2 separate regions of the Macaca mulatta genome follow, and region 2 is linked to region 1. Evidence: chromatin contacts called from public Micro-C data. All regions are on one chromosome and are shown on one strand. Each heading gives the region's core, a stretch centred on a gene start, on an enhancer-like site or on the middle of the called end of the contact. The rest is flanking DNA. Distances are from core to core; before and after follow the strand shown. Region 1 holds the start of TBL1XR1 (TBL1X/Y related 1). Region 2 has its middle 160 kb from the start of TBL1XR1.

Region 1 (7,129 bases), core at 2,822-5,321:
GGCTCCCGAGTAGCTGGGACTATTGGCACCCGCCACCATGCCTGGCTAATTTTTGTATTTTTAGTAGAGACGTAGAAGACGGGGTTTCACCATGTTGGCCAAGATGGTCTCGATCTCTTGACCTCGTGATCTGCCCGCCTCAGCCTTCCAAAGTGCTGGGATTACAGGCATGAGCCACCGTGCCCAGTAGGACTGCATCTTATTAAATAGTGCTAGGGAGTTCAACACAATGATATGAGTTCTATGAATTTCATTTAACCATGCAATCACCTGACCCAGTTAGTACAGATGCTCAACTATAGATCATAAACTTGATCAGAAACACAAGGTTTTGGAAGGGTATCTACACAGATCAAGACTAACAAAACAGCTGGGAAAAATTCCGCAGATTCAGTCATCTAAGACAGACCCAGGTTTGAATCCTAGTGTTCATTTAATCATTTTGTGGCCTTGAACAAGTGAATTAACTTCTTTGCACCTCTGTTTCATCATCCACAAAAAAAGCCCAACACTACCTAGGATTAGCCTGGGGTATAAACGGCATAGAAAGCACCTCACATCTCCTAGAGCATAGCCCTGAGCACCTAGTCCCTCTCCTCTGGCTCTGTGGTAACAGGGCAATCAATTGCACTCTTACCGAACCCAATCCCAGAGGGGTAAACAGCCAAATCTCTCCAGTATCAGCTCTCTCACAGAGTCCTTTCTTTTTAACTTCAGGTTTCTATTGGTGGCAGAGCATGAGATACCACCTTGGTGGCACCTAAACTGAACGATACTCAACAATTCTTTACTACACAGCTCTAGGGTCCTAGCCCTCCTCTACCACTAGAATGTCTGAGCATAAAGTATAAATGTCTCATGCTGGCTGCTTTCCTTTTTTGCATTTCAGTGACTTATACTGTAAATGTTGTGAAGTGAGTCCAATTCACATGCACTAGAAAAATACAAGTTTTAGTGAATGCCAATGTTTCTGCCATACCTCTCCCCTAACTTCCTACCATTCATTCTTCTCTATTATTTTTATATAAATGACACCAAAATTGAACAAACCCAACAAACTATTTCAACCAACTTCATCAAAATGTGTCAGGTCAGAAATTATTTGTAACAGTACTGCTACAAATTGTACAAACAAGGGAGATTCCTTTGTCACCTACTTGTCTGACAAGGTTGTATGTATACTGCACTGATGGATTTAATCAACAGGTTGATGTTCAAAAGGTCTATTAATATATTTCCTTTTATCAGTAACCCCTATGTTCATATTATCTTCTGCCCTTTCTACATGTGAGCTTGAAAGGCTCCTAGAACACAGGAAGCAGTTAGCTCTAGTTCCTTCGGGAGACTGGTGTCATGATAATCATGCAAAACCTTTAATTAGGTGTCGAGAATACAAATATCAAAAAGATTCTTGGACGTACGTATTAAAATGCTTAACACTTCTTTGAAGCAACCAACGCAAAAACATCATCTCTGCAAGGGGCCACTCCACTTACCACCAGTGTCTCCCACATTAATACCCAAAGCTGGTATATGTTAAAAGAAAAATGTCTTATAAACTGACGGTGAGCTTTGCAACAATTTTTATGCCATTAACATGTCACTTTATTGAGTTCCTTAACACTAAGAAAAACTTTTCCCAGGCACGTAGTTTTCATCCCACATACAGTTCAGTATTTTTTCTGTACTGCAGGTCTGATTCTAACAACTCAAACGTCAAAAAATAGTTACTTATGAATTTAATGATTGTGATTACGTACATCTCAGTGCAGGATAGGGCTGGAAAAAAAAATATTCCAAACAAGAAAACCTGGATTTAATAGCAAGAAGCCTAATCACACATCACACGCCTAACCGCTCTCAGGCATAGTTTCTTCCTGCAGCCCCTCCCCCACAGGTAAATGCTAACTATTTCTAGAACTCTCAACAATTTGGGAAGCTTGCCATCAACTCCCAGGACACCACCCAACATACACCATGTTTTCGGGGAGACAAAGGTGCCTCAGACTATAAACTTATTAAAATGGTGAGAACATACAATCCCAGGAAGTCAGCATTACTAAAATACATCAATGTAGCATGGGTCTTATTTTAACAAAAATGAAAATGAATCACACTGGAAAACCCAAACAGTCACTCATTGTTATCTTCAACGTGTAATCGAAATTATTTATTCCAAGTTGTTTCAGGTAAGTGGATGAAGACACCACGAGGGCCTTATTATTATCCAAACTGGAGAAGGAGCCTTTAGGAAAAAAAGGAGGGGGAAGAAGATCACTTAATTACATGAGGTGGGGGGTGGAGAAACCATTCAGTCTTAAAATTCAGACTAAAAATAACCTGTCATTTTCACCCACTACATTTTATTAACAAGTTTGTTTAGATCAGCATACGGTTCCTGTTTGGAAAACAAGAAAGTGAACAGTAAACTTTCCTAAGTCAACTGCAAATCACATAGGTACTAAAACTCTTCACCCCCGGTGCCTGCACAGTCCAAGATTTTAAGTAAACTCCAGACATTGAGAACACCTAATTTCTAACTAGTTTCCAACATTTCTCATTTGTAATCACCAAATTATCTTAGAGACACTTAAGACAATCCAACAAAGAGAGCATTTTTTCAAAGCCACAACCCAAATTTTACATGAAACACACCATTTTCACAACCTAAATTTAATCCCGGTTACCAATGCGAAGTGATGCCTGCTTCAGCAAATTAAGAACTTCCAAAAATACTGAACACGTTAACGCATGGATGGCTTCCCTCGAGCTGCCATTTAAGATTAATATTCCACTTAAATAAAAGTCTGCTTCTGTTCAAAAAATTAAATCGGTTGCAAAGAGGAAGTTACCGAGAAACCACCCTCACAACGTGGCCTTTACACTGTCAGAAAATAACGTGACTCTGTGCCACCCAAAACTTACCAGGAAGCTGACAATAACTTTGCCAATTCTACACTCCTGAACCCAACTTCAAAGAATCTCCACCAAATACCTCCTTAAGACGATAGAAAGCACTAAGTTACAAATAAACACGTCCCGGAGCAAGGCCTGGCTGCCGCGCGCCCCTCCCCCGGCCGGCGCCCCCGCCCCGGACGCGCGGCCCCAACAGCCGCCCGCAGCCCCTAGCACGCCGGCCGGGGTCGCCGCGCCCGGGCCGGGGACGCGCCTGGGGAGGGGAGATTTCCATTGCCGCCCGAGGTTTCACAAAATAGCATACACCGAAAAGCTCCTTCTCCTCTGCTAAAAATAGGCTATAAAGGAGTCGGCCTCATGATGGCTCCTTGATTCAATTTGCTGCAAATCCTTTCCTAAAAGCCTCCCCCCCCCATACACACACGCACAAAAAGGGGGTGTAAATGCACGAAGGGAGGAAGAGGGGGAGAAGGCCGAGGTGCACATTTTCGGGGACAACATAATTAGGGTGAGGATCCCCCGAGACCAGGAAAGGGTAGGGGGTGGGCAGGCACGTGAGCATTTCAAAGAAACCTGAGAGAGGAAAACGGGGGGATGGGGGCGCCCCAAGTGCCCTCCCTGCCTTCCCTCCCCCCACGCAAGCCCAGTTCCCCCAAGGGCCAAGTTGAAAAATGCATGTTCCACTCGCGCCCATCCCCCGCGGCCCAGCGCCCCCGGCCGCCTCTGGCCCGCGCCCCCCGCCCAGGCCCGCGACCGCCCCCACTCCGGGGTCCGGCCCCCAGCGCTTACCTGGAAACGGTGGCCTCCAACGCCGCTCCCCCCTCCCGGGAATGGAGGCACTAGGAAATTCCCCTCCTCGCCGCCGCCGCCACCGCCTCCAACCACCCCCAAAATAACCCCTCCGGGGGGTGAGAGGCAATTATAACCCCAGCGAGCGGAGGGCGCGGGGGATGGGCGCCGGGAGGGCGGGGGCGGGGAGCGCGGCGCGGGTCCCCAGGTGGCGAGCGGAGGTGCTCCCGCCGCTGGGGGAGGGGCGGGGGCGCACGCGGCCGGCGGCGGGGGGAGGCGGCGCGCGGGGGAAGGGCGCGAGCGGGGAGAGGAATTGAGGCAGAAGGTAAAAGCTGTTACTAAGGGAAAGAGCCAAACGGTTCGGAGCAGCCAACGGCTCAGACACTCAACACTAGGGAGAGAGGAATGGGGACCAGCCAGGCACAAATGAGCTCGCGAGGCCCGCGGCGGCGGCGGCGGCGGCCGCGCAGCAAAACAAACCCGAGCGGCCTGCGCCGGGCGGGCGGGCGAGCGGGCGGGCGCGCGGGGGAGGGGCCGGCGGGGGAGGGGCGCCGCGGACGCGGGGAGGCGGTGGCGGCGGCGGCGCGGCGGGGGGGGCTCCAGCTGCCGCGCTCCTCTCCCTCCCGGCCCGCTCCGGCGGCGCTGGGGGCTGGGCTGTGCGGCGCATTCTTTTTAAAAATCAGGCGAGCCCCGCGGGCACTCAAAGGCGCCTCGGGGCCCCGGGCCGCCCGCCCCGCCCCCACCGCCGCGGGCTGGCCTGAGTGTGCTCGGGTGTGGGCCGCTGGGCCCGAGACGGGTGGGGGCGGGGAGGCCCGCGCGGTGGCCGGGGTGGAGCCGCTGGCGAAGTTTCCCAAGGAGGCCGCGGGCTTCCGCGTGTCCTGGGGGCGGCCCGGCGGCGCTGGGGGCTGGGCGCACACGCGGCGGGCATGTGCGGGAGCGCGGCGCGGCATCATATGGACATTTGTTTGTGAAAATCTCTGTGCACACCTTTGTGTGCGTAAATACATATGGTTCTCGGAAGCGTACCTGGAAAGGTGCTTTATCTGTATTAAGCGACTTTCAAAATGTGATCCAGAGCACGGGATCTGGAGAGAAAACACGCACACAAGAAAGGATTTTTGATACTAAACACAAAGCTGTAATTGAAGTGTTTATGCCCAAATGTACTGTGAATCAAGCATATGGTGGTATTTATCATCTGGTGGGTCTGTTTGAAAGGTTTGGTCGATCAGTTCTTATTTCACAAAAATAAAATAATGTAACTAAATGTTTACTAAACATATACCTCCACGGTGGCATCCACAGTAGAAGTTTACCCACTTTGTATACTTTTTGCATGTGTGAAGCACAGCAAGGCTGTTTATAAAGTGTACCTTTGATAAGTGATAATGTGGGCAGTATGATTGAGGGGGGTCGTTTTTAAAGAAGGGAGGCACTTCAGGTTTTAAAGCAAATGGGGTGGTAATCTTTCTAAGACTTTCAGAAAGATGGGGTGGGGCGCTTCTTAGAGCTCTGTATAAGCTCAGGACTGGAGAAGCAGCCACCCTTTTAATTAAGATACCACTTGAAACCTTTTTGTTATTTCGGTTATTACTGCCTTCAAAGCAAAATAATATTTGCAGCTTTTTCTTAAAGGTGAAGGGTACTGTTTTCCTGCTCTCATCACAATATTTGAAAATAGATGTAGCGATCACTTTAAAGCGACTATCATTTCCTCTCAGTATCAGAAGCCTAAAGTTTTGCGACACACACACACACACACACACACACACACACTACTTGTAACTTGCACCAGTGTGGACTCCTGGTGGCCTAAAACGTTCAGTGATTAGACAGGTGGTTTCTTGGCTAAGGTCAATGTCTCTTTCCCCCAGGAGCCCTTGCTTGGGGGAGCTGCCAGAGGCCTTTCCTGAATGACCTAGTGGGGCAGGGAGCAGGAAAACCATCAGAGGAAAGGGAGTAGTGGGATTGGAAACTCCCTTCCAACCACCAGAAAGAGAGTTCAAAGCATATCAGTGGTGTGGCCTTAGAGCTATTTTGATGTATGAAAGTGGGAATGTTGGATTAAACAATGTCACCCGATGGGAATTTAGATAACTGCAGGTTTCCAAAACACTATGCAGAGTGTACAGGGAAACCGCACAAAGCAAGTTTTGCATTTCAATAGGCTTCTAAAGCTGAGGCTTGTTTACCTCAAAACTAACACCTTTCAGAAGACTTTATTTCAGAATTGAGAAGAGTATAGTATCTTCCTTTTTTTTTTTTTTTTTGAGTTGATTAATGGCATAGATATCACTAAACATACCCTGTCTTCAATAAATAAACCATCTCGGTGGAGCCACTCAATGAAACATATCTATTGGCTTAGATTATTTTTTAAGTTTCATATTGTGCTACCACGGGCGGGTCTTCTCCATACAGCAGTGACCGTAAAATCAAACCCCACTTTCAGTGAATGAGGACTTCTCAACCATACAGTTCTTAAGCGTCATATTCAAAGCTGCCTACCCCATGCTTTCTCCTTCCCCTAAATGACCTCTCTCCCTTATTCCACAAGGGAGGAGACACCCTCCTTCAGGTTCATAGGATCAGGCCTTCCAGCCTGAAGTTCTTATACCCTACACCAAGCTGCCTCCTAAAGTTGTTCAGCGTTAGTTGAGCCTCCTAACAATGATAATAATCCATGCATTTGTTTATATCCCTATAGTTTACAAGACATTTCTGTGCATAAATGACTGCATTTTAATATGAAGATCATCGAGTCTGGGGACTTATAAATTCATTGCAGTAAAATGTACTTTACTCACCACTGTTGGATCACACTAATTGAAGAGAGAGCAGGAGTACTTTTTTTTTCTTTGAGACGGCGTTTCGCTCTTGTCACCCAGGTTGGAGTGCAATGGCAGAATCTCGGCTCACTGCAACCTCCGCCTCCCGGGTTCAAGTGATTCTCCTGCCTCAGCCTCCCGAGTAGTTGGGATTACAGGCGTGTGCCACCACGCCCGGCTAATTTTGTATTTTTAGCAGAGATGGGGTTTCTCCGTGTTGGTCAGGCTGGTCTCAAACTCCTGACCTCAGGTGATCTACCCGCCTCAGCCTCCCAGTGTTGGGATTGCAGGTGTGAGCCACCGTGCCCAGCGACCTGGAGTGCTTTTAAACAAACAAACAGAAAAAATGGGGGCACCCAAATGTGGAAAGGCCTTGATTCCTCCAGCAAAGGGGGTTTTAAATCACATCACATTTTGATCCCTTTGATTTTATATTCTGGAAACTATCTGAAACAACAGTGTGGCTTCAACGTTAAATACTCAGAGAAATAAACCATCACTCAGAGATCACATGTATTGTCCCATCACCCTCTAGCTGTCCCAACATATCCAGCATAAAGGATCAGGGCTGCACCAAAATACAAGCAATGATTATA
Region 2 (7,139 bases), core at 78-2,577, 160 kb after region 1:
GTCGGAAGAGGCTGCGGGCTCCAGAGAGCCAGGAGGGTAGGGGGAAGGGCAGAGTTAAGGAAACAATGGGTCTAGCACTTCTACTGACCTTGTTTTCAGAAACAACCACAGGGCCTCTGGCCCGAGTGGAACTTGACTTATGAAGGCGAGAGACCTGACTATTGAAAAAGGACGTCTCTTATGAAATCTGAATTTCACTTAATCCTCAGAACAACTATTGAGGGGATTGTTACTACTCCCATTTTAAGACGCGGGCTGTAGACAGGGTAACCACCGGGTCCACACTCACACAGCGAATATGTGGTGGGGTAGGGCTCAAGTCCAGGCGGTTCCAAAGCCCCCCGTGCTGTTTGCGCCATGCGGTGCCGCCACCAAGCCCACTCTGCGGGGAGAAAAACCACAGGCCTCGGAGGAGGAGCAGCTCCTCGCAGTGGGGTGGGGCAGAGGCCAGCGCGAGGCCTTGTTCGGTGGAGGATTCCACAGGCCTGGAACGGAAAGGACTGGAGCTCTGCAGGCAGGCAGAGCCCGGGGCGCCCAGTCCCCCCAAGCTGCGACAGCCAAGCCGATGGGCACGCACGGCGGGGCCTGAAGGAAAGGTCCAGACCCGGTGGGAAAAGCCACGCCCCGGTTGGAGCGCTTCCTTTCAGATCTCGGCCTTTAACTGCAATTCCATTTTAAGGGCAACCCTGCCCGGTTCACACCTAGCCTTGAAGATGACAGATTGCACTGTGAGCAATTTGCGGGGTGAGAAGGGGAGCCTACGACTCTGCACCTGCACCACCAGAGCCATAAATGCAGCAAATCATGGCCCATAAAATGTCACCACTGCTGAGGTGCAATTTTCCAGGGGGTCTTCTGCAGAGGGAGCTCCACCACGGAGAGCGACCCTTGGCTCTGCAGCCTAAGAGGAAGGCCCCTGCAGGGTGGGGGAGGGAACAGGGAGGTCTTTCTCCCCTTCCCCTTCGTGCCACTGCTCCCCGCTTTGTGACCCCACTCTGCCACGTGGTATAAGCTTCCGGGGGGCGGCATTAGTTATTTCTGCCTGAGGAGTTTTTGACCAAACGTAAACATCGGAGGAGCGGGAACCTAAGCCCCGCCTGGGCTGGGCGGCAACGACCCTGACGCCGCGGCGGCAGAGCCGGAGCTCGAAGCAGCAGCGGCAGCTGCGAGCCGCCCCTCCCCCGCCAGGCTGGCGAGCCCATTTTCGCTTGGCCGGTCTCCGCGCTGCCGGATGGATTGCGCCCCACCCCCGCTCCTCTGCTCAGTCATTCAGACTTGGAAAGTCAATAACACGCTGACATCATCAGGGGTTTGTGTATTATTACACGGCTACTTTCCAGAGTACCTGGCATTATCTAAGAGAGGAGCACTCCGGCTGCCCAAGAAAGGGCCTGAACTGGGAGCTTGGCGGCCTCGGGGAGGGGCGGCTGCTCAGAGCCAGGCCTTTTCCTAGTGGGGAGGGCATCCACAGGGCACAAATTAGAAACAGATTATGAGCTTTGCTGCACTAAATGCAGATGCACTTTAGATATCGATACATGCTTCATTTTGGCTTCGGCTGCACTTATAAATCATCCTTAAGTGACCTCTATTTCTACCAAAGACATCCACTTGGTATTTAAGAAGCATTCTTAGTGATCCTCACAAAGGAAAAAAAAGGAGACATCTTCTGTGACAGGAAGCCAAAGGCTGGTTTTCTTTCTTTCTTTTTTGAGACTCTGTGTGTGTGTGTGTGTGTGTGTGTGTGTGTGTGTGTGTGTCTGTGTGTGTCTGTGTGTGTATGTGTGCGTGCGCGCCCGCGCGCACGATTCTCTGTTATGTAATCGCCATCACGGGTGATTAGGTCTTCTAGGTCTTTCCCTCCAGGGCTGAACTGGATGGTTTGGTTGCTGTGTTTTTCTTAAGCCTCACACAGGGCAAACAAACACACATGAAAAACATGTCCCAGATTTATGGCGCAAAACTGCTCTCCAAGCAAATTGCCTTAGAAGACTGTCTCAGTTTTGGAGGAAGGAAATAGATGAATTTGTTGCTAATTAAGACTCCTTATCTTACTACTCTGGCATTTCCTTTTTTCTAGAACGAGTTTTTAAAAATAATTTAATGTATTTTAGATGTTCCCTCCCCTCCCCCTTGCTGTAATGGTACTTGAAATAGCTTAAATAACTAATTGTATAGACAACTGTACTTTTGTTCTACACACACACAAACACCCCCCACCCACACACACCCCCCAGCTTAAAAAACGTGAAAGGCTCATACAACATGGTACCTTTTCTGTTTAGCTATGCAGGCTATTTCCTTCTTTACACACACAGGGCTGATGTCATTTAAATTCTCTTAGCATCTTAAATTGCAAAAAATGGCAGCCAGCTGAAAACTGGCTACCTGGAGAATTACAAGGCGAGAGAGCTGTTCTTTGGCCTCATCTTAATCTCTGTGTACCTCAAGCAGGGAGTCATCTCTGACTGATACAAGTCTTTAGAGCTCCCCAGAAGGAAGCAAAGCAGACATGTTTTTCAACAATGTACCAATTTCCCTATGTGTACTTGATCATTTCGGGAGAACTTGTAGTAGATTATGACTGCTTCCCTCCAGATGGTCTGAAGGAAAAACTCTCCCACCAGACTTGCACTTCTAAAATCACTTCCCCAGGCCTGGCCCTCCCACCCCACCCCCATTTCCCCTTTCGGAGGTGCAGGCAGCTGGGGAGGCCTGGAGCACCAGACCTCCAAGATGGTCCAGCATGTGTTGAGTCTGGAGGCTGAAGCTGCTGAAGTGGGGAAGGGTGGGGGCACTCGCTTCCAACTGAGAACTATTTACCTAGGGGGTTTCCTTCAGCTCAGAGAGGAGCATGCAAACCTGCCAGTCTGTCTCTTTGGTTCTCAAGATGAAGCAGCTCGTCAGTCTCTAAGCACTTCCGGTTTTTAGCCCAGCAGATCCTCTGGTCTTTGCCTCAGCCTCTCCCAGACACAACTGGCTAATATAGGGATCCTTGCTAGGGAAGGACATGGGCCACTTTGCTTTGGGTTCTGAGCTTCCGCAGCGGGCAACGGACTTCCTACCCTAGAGTTTCTGCCTAAGCAGGGGAGGACAAAGGCTGGAGGATCAGCTTGGATAGAAGCTGATAGGTAGGAGGCTGGCTACCAGTTGCCAAAGTTCAGCACCCCTAACTAGAGGCTGACAAGGTTCTTTGCCTAGCAGGGAACCTTATATTTGGCAGAGGAGGAGAGAATTCAGTGAAGAGGAGCCATGTTGGGGGGACCGAGGAGCAGGAGCAGGAGTCTCTGCCCTGGAGAAGCTCAGTGTGTTGGAACAGGTAGACACAGAAACGACCGCCTGCGAGCATGCCCTCTGCCCTTCAGTGAGGGCCTCTAAGGGGCGGGTCTTCCTGTGCTGGGGGAGGGAGAAGGAACTCCAGGCTGTTCCTCCCACAGCTGGCCCTGGAGGAACCTTGGTAATCTGATGGGTTAGGAGTGGTCCTCCCGGAGTGACACTATTTCCCCCATTCCTCTGGGCCTTTACTGCCAAATATTTGTCAGCTGGAAAGAACTGGTTGCATTTTGATTCATAGGCTTGTCTCTTTCAGGCGGTCCATGTGACGATTCTAGACTCGGACATTCAGTTATCAAATACAGCATCCTCCAGTGTACCCCTTGCTTTGATAAAGACCATGGCAATGCTTCTTAAACTATCGCAGGCAAGATTTTTAATCTACTGCCCACTGATATTTTTGTTTCTAAAAAATTAGGGAAATAAATTAAAACAGATGTATAAGATACAAGCCAATTTTTTATTATTAGATTCAGAAAATTACATGACAAAATTACCCTGTCAAACTGTTATGGCTATTTCTAAATGTTATTCTCAGTTGCTATGCACATCTCATTGTGGAATGCAACAAACAGTTGTTGAACCTGGGACTACACTTTGAGTTGCAATGGTGCAGACATTGAACCTGGATTTAGCTCCCATTTGTATTTAGGTTAGCCTGAACAGTTTTTTTTTTTCCTTCTAGAAAAATTGGATTAAAAATCCAGAGGATTCACAGGAAAATCCAGCTTTTCCTGAAAAGTAAAAAGCTGCAGGCATGAGCCTTGTCAACAATTAGGTGGGGCTGAATAGCAGCTGCCTCTTTGAAACCCAGCACACAGCCTTCTGTTGCCTACAATTCCAGCCTCTCCCTCTTTTCTTACCCATAGGCAGGTTCCCTCATTTAAGCTACCCGCTTGGCTGCAAAAAACATTTGAATCGGTGTATACCTTAGCAGGATATCCACTTGAAATGAGCTGCTTGGGTATTTTTCTAGCCTTCCCACAGGGAAAGACCACTCTGTAAAGGTCAACGGAACCCATCCAGCGTGGTTCCGGGACTGGAGGCTGCAGTGTAGCCCAGAGCTGCTATGAACCACTGGGTGTCCTAGATATTCTCTAGATAAGTGGATCATATACTTCACATCTATACGGGTTAAAATCTTTAGATGCTATTTTGATGAATACAACAATTCATTTAATAATTTATAAGTGTTACTGAATACCTGCTAGTTTTTTTGTTACTTGATTTTTCTTGGTTAATAGGTATAGAAAGTAAAACTATGACTGCTTTTATTTTTAAAATGTTCAAGAAGGGATACTTCCTTATGAAAAGGTTAGGGGACTGCTATTCCATAATAGTTGTCAGCATCACACTGTTTTGTGCATGTACCCCCTAAAAGAATCTTGAGGCCGGGCGCGGTGGCTCAAACCTGTAATCCCAGCACTTTGGGAGGCCGAGACGGGTGGATCACGAGGTCAGGAGATCGAGACCATCCTGGCTAACATGGTGAAACCCCGTCTCTACTAAAAAAAATACAAAAAACTAGCCCGGCGAGGTGGCGGGCACCTGTAGTCCCAGCTACTCGGGAGGCTGAGGCAGGAGAATGGCGTAAACCCGGGAGGCGGAGCTTGCAGTGAGCTGAGATCGGGCCACTGCACTCCAGCCTGGGCGACAGAGCGACACTCCGTCTCAAAGAAAAAAAAAAAAAAAAAAAAAAAAAAGAATCTTGAAAAACAATGTATTCCAGGCTCTTTTTAAAAATGATAGCTACACTTTGGCATCCTAAGTGAAAGTTGTTGCAAAGGAAATAATATCTAGTATATTGCAAAACGTTGACATTTTAGCAAAACATCACTTTAAAAAATGTATCCAATAGGATCCAAATGCCACAGCAGTTGGATACCCATCATTGTTCACTTAAAAAATTCATGAGCAAGCTCTTCTTTAACACTGGCAGGTTTTATATCATTTTTTTCTCCTCGAATTGATGTAGCCATACTGATATCTCATCAACAAAATAAATATCAATTTTAATTTAAAAATATGTGTGATTATATGGCTCTAAGAGTAAATTTTTTTTTTTTCTTTTTTTTTTTTTTGAGACAGTCTTGCTCTGTTGCCCAGGCTGAATGTAGTGGCATGATCTCAGCTCACTGCAACCTTCACCTCCTTGGTTCAAGTAATTCTCCTGCCGCCTCCTGGGTTCAAGTGATTCTCCTGCATCAGCCTCCTGAATAGCTGGGATTACAGGCACGTGCCACCATGCCCAGCTAATTTTTGTATTTTTAGTAGAGACAGGGTTTTACCATGTTGGCCAAGCTGGTCTTGAACTTCTGACCTCAAGTGATCCACCCGCCTCAGCCTCCCAAAGTGCTGGGATTACAGGTGTGAGGCACTGCGCATGGCTAAAGTGTTAACTTTTATTGATAATATATATCTTAATGAGGAGAATATGGCTTTTCTTCCAATTAGCTTATGTAGCCATGGTTGACTAATATTACCTGTTACTAGACTGACAAGTTCAGCATCAATTCTGTTTCTAATGTGTTGTTCACATACGTGCATGCATGTGCACAGACATACTCAAGAAACTTGATTACATACATAGGTGATATAAGTAGTTTTTAAAATAGCAATATTATCCCCAGATTCTCCAAACTCCTTCTGAATCATTTGCCAAAGATCTCATGGCTTGCCAGAAATCAGTTGTGATTGAACTCTATTTCAGTCTTGTGGAGAGCAAAGAATAAGAAGCCATCTGATGAGCAAAAGTACTTATTTTAAGTCGTTGGAATTATTCTTCCTCTATGTTGATTTTTTTTTTTTTTTTTTTTTTGAGGCAGTGTTTTACTCTGTCACCCAGGCTGGAGTGCTGTGGCACCATCCTGGCTTACGGCAGCCTTGACCTCCCTGGCTCAAGCCATCCTCCCACCTCAGCCTCCCAAGTAGCCGGGACTACAGCTGCATGCCACCATGCCAGGCTAAGTTTTGTATCTTTTTTAGAGATAGAGTTTTGCCATGTTGCCCAGGCTGGTCACAAACTCCTAGACTCAAGCAATCTGCCTGCCTCAGCTTCTGTGAGCCATCATGTCTGGCCATCTCCACACTGATTCTGAGACTTAGTTCTTCCTTTGCCGGCGCTCATGGTTGGGGCCATGCACCACGGTAGGATGTGGAATGGGTCCAAGGTATGCATTTCTTCAGTAAAGTAGAAGGCAGGAGATAAAGAGGTCATCTTGATGTTAAGCTCTTTCTCAGATAGTTACACATATAAGTTGAGGAAATTGATTCCCTCAAAAGTGGCCTTTTCTGTGTACCCCTTGGAAAGTCTTCATGTATCCACAGTTTGAAGATGGCTGCCCTAGAAAAAAGTCAGTTGCAGTAAACAGGAAGTCCATGGAGGTCAATGTAGCCAGTGATTGGACTAATAACACATTATGTTTGAATGGTTGGCCCAGTTGTATTTTGTGGCCCATTCTACAGGAGCTGTCTGTTGGGGTTCCGCTTAGGAACTGCGAAGGGGATCTTTGGTGGGAGCCTCTGGCTCCTCGTGCGGCTGCTGGTGGTTGGCGGCTAGACTAGCATTTACCGCACTGGCTTTTCTCATAGCTACGGTTTGGCTCAGGATGTTATTAGCTTGGTTCTTCCTTTTCCACTGAGATAATTGCAGTGAGAATAACCTGGATGTCGTTGTGGTCCTCTTCACCCCACCCTTTCCCTCTACCATAGACTGAGTTGAAGAACTATTCCTATTCCTTCCTAGTATGTCAGCTGTCTCTCTTCACCCTTCATCCCCCATTGCACAAACCACTTTCTCAGGTTAT

What was found. A called contact is a pair of places that touch in the nucleus more often than the background predicts.
Region 2: a contact with region 1 is called in a Micro-C map of CD4 T cells, with 18 times the contacts expected there. The contact joins the enhancer-like site here to the promoter of TBL1XR1 in region 1. A contact is called at or near these places in 8 of 14 Hi-C or Micro-C datasets (CD4 T cells, blood, cortical neurons and 5 more).

Annotation. Positions count from the first base shown.
Region 1 is chr2:89,171,115-89,178,243 of T2T-MMU8v2.0, forward strand. TBL1XR1 (TBL1X/Y related 1) reads right to left here and starts at 4,072. Exons shown (of 18, transcript XM_077994184.1): 1 at 3,706-4,072.
Region 2 is chr2:89,333,239-89,340,377 of T2T-MMU8v2.0, forward strand. No RefSeq gene overlaps it. Among named protein-coding and RNA genes, the nearest start is that of TBL1XR1, 160 kb to the left of the region's middle. Within about 2 kb of position 1,328, at least 37 of the 40 cell types and tissues checked have an H3K27ac peak or open chromatin away from gene starts, as enhancers often do. A contact at or near this core is called in CD4 T cells, blood, cortical neurons and 2 more, where this site is marked.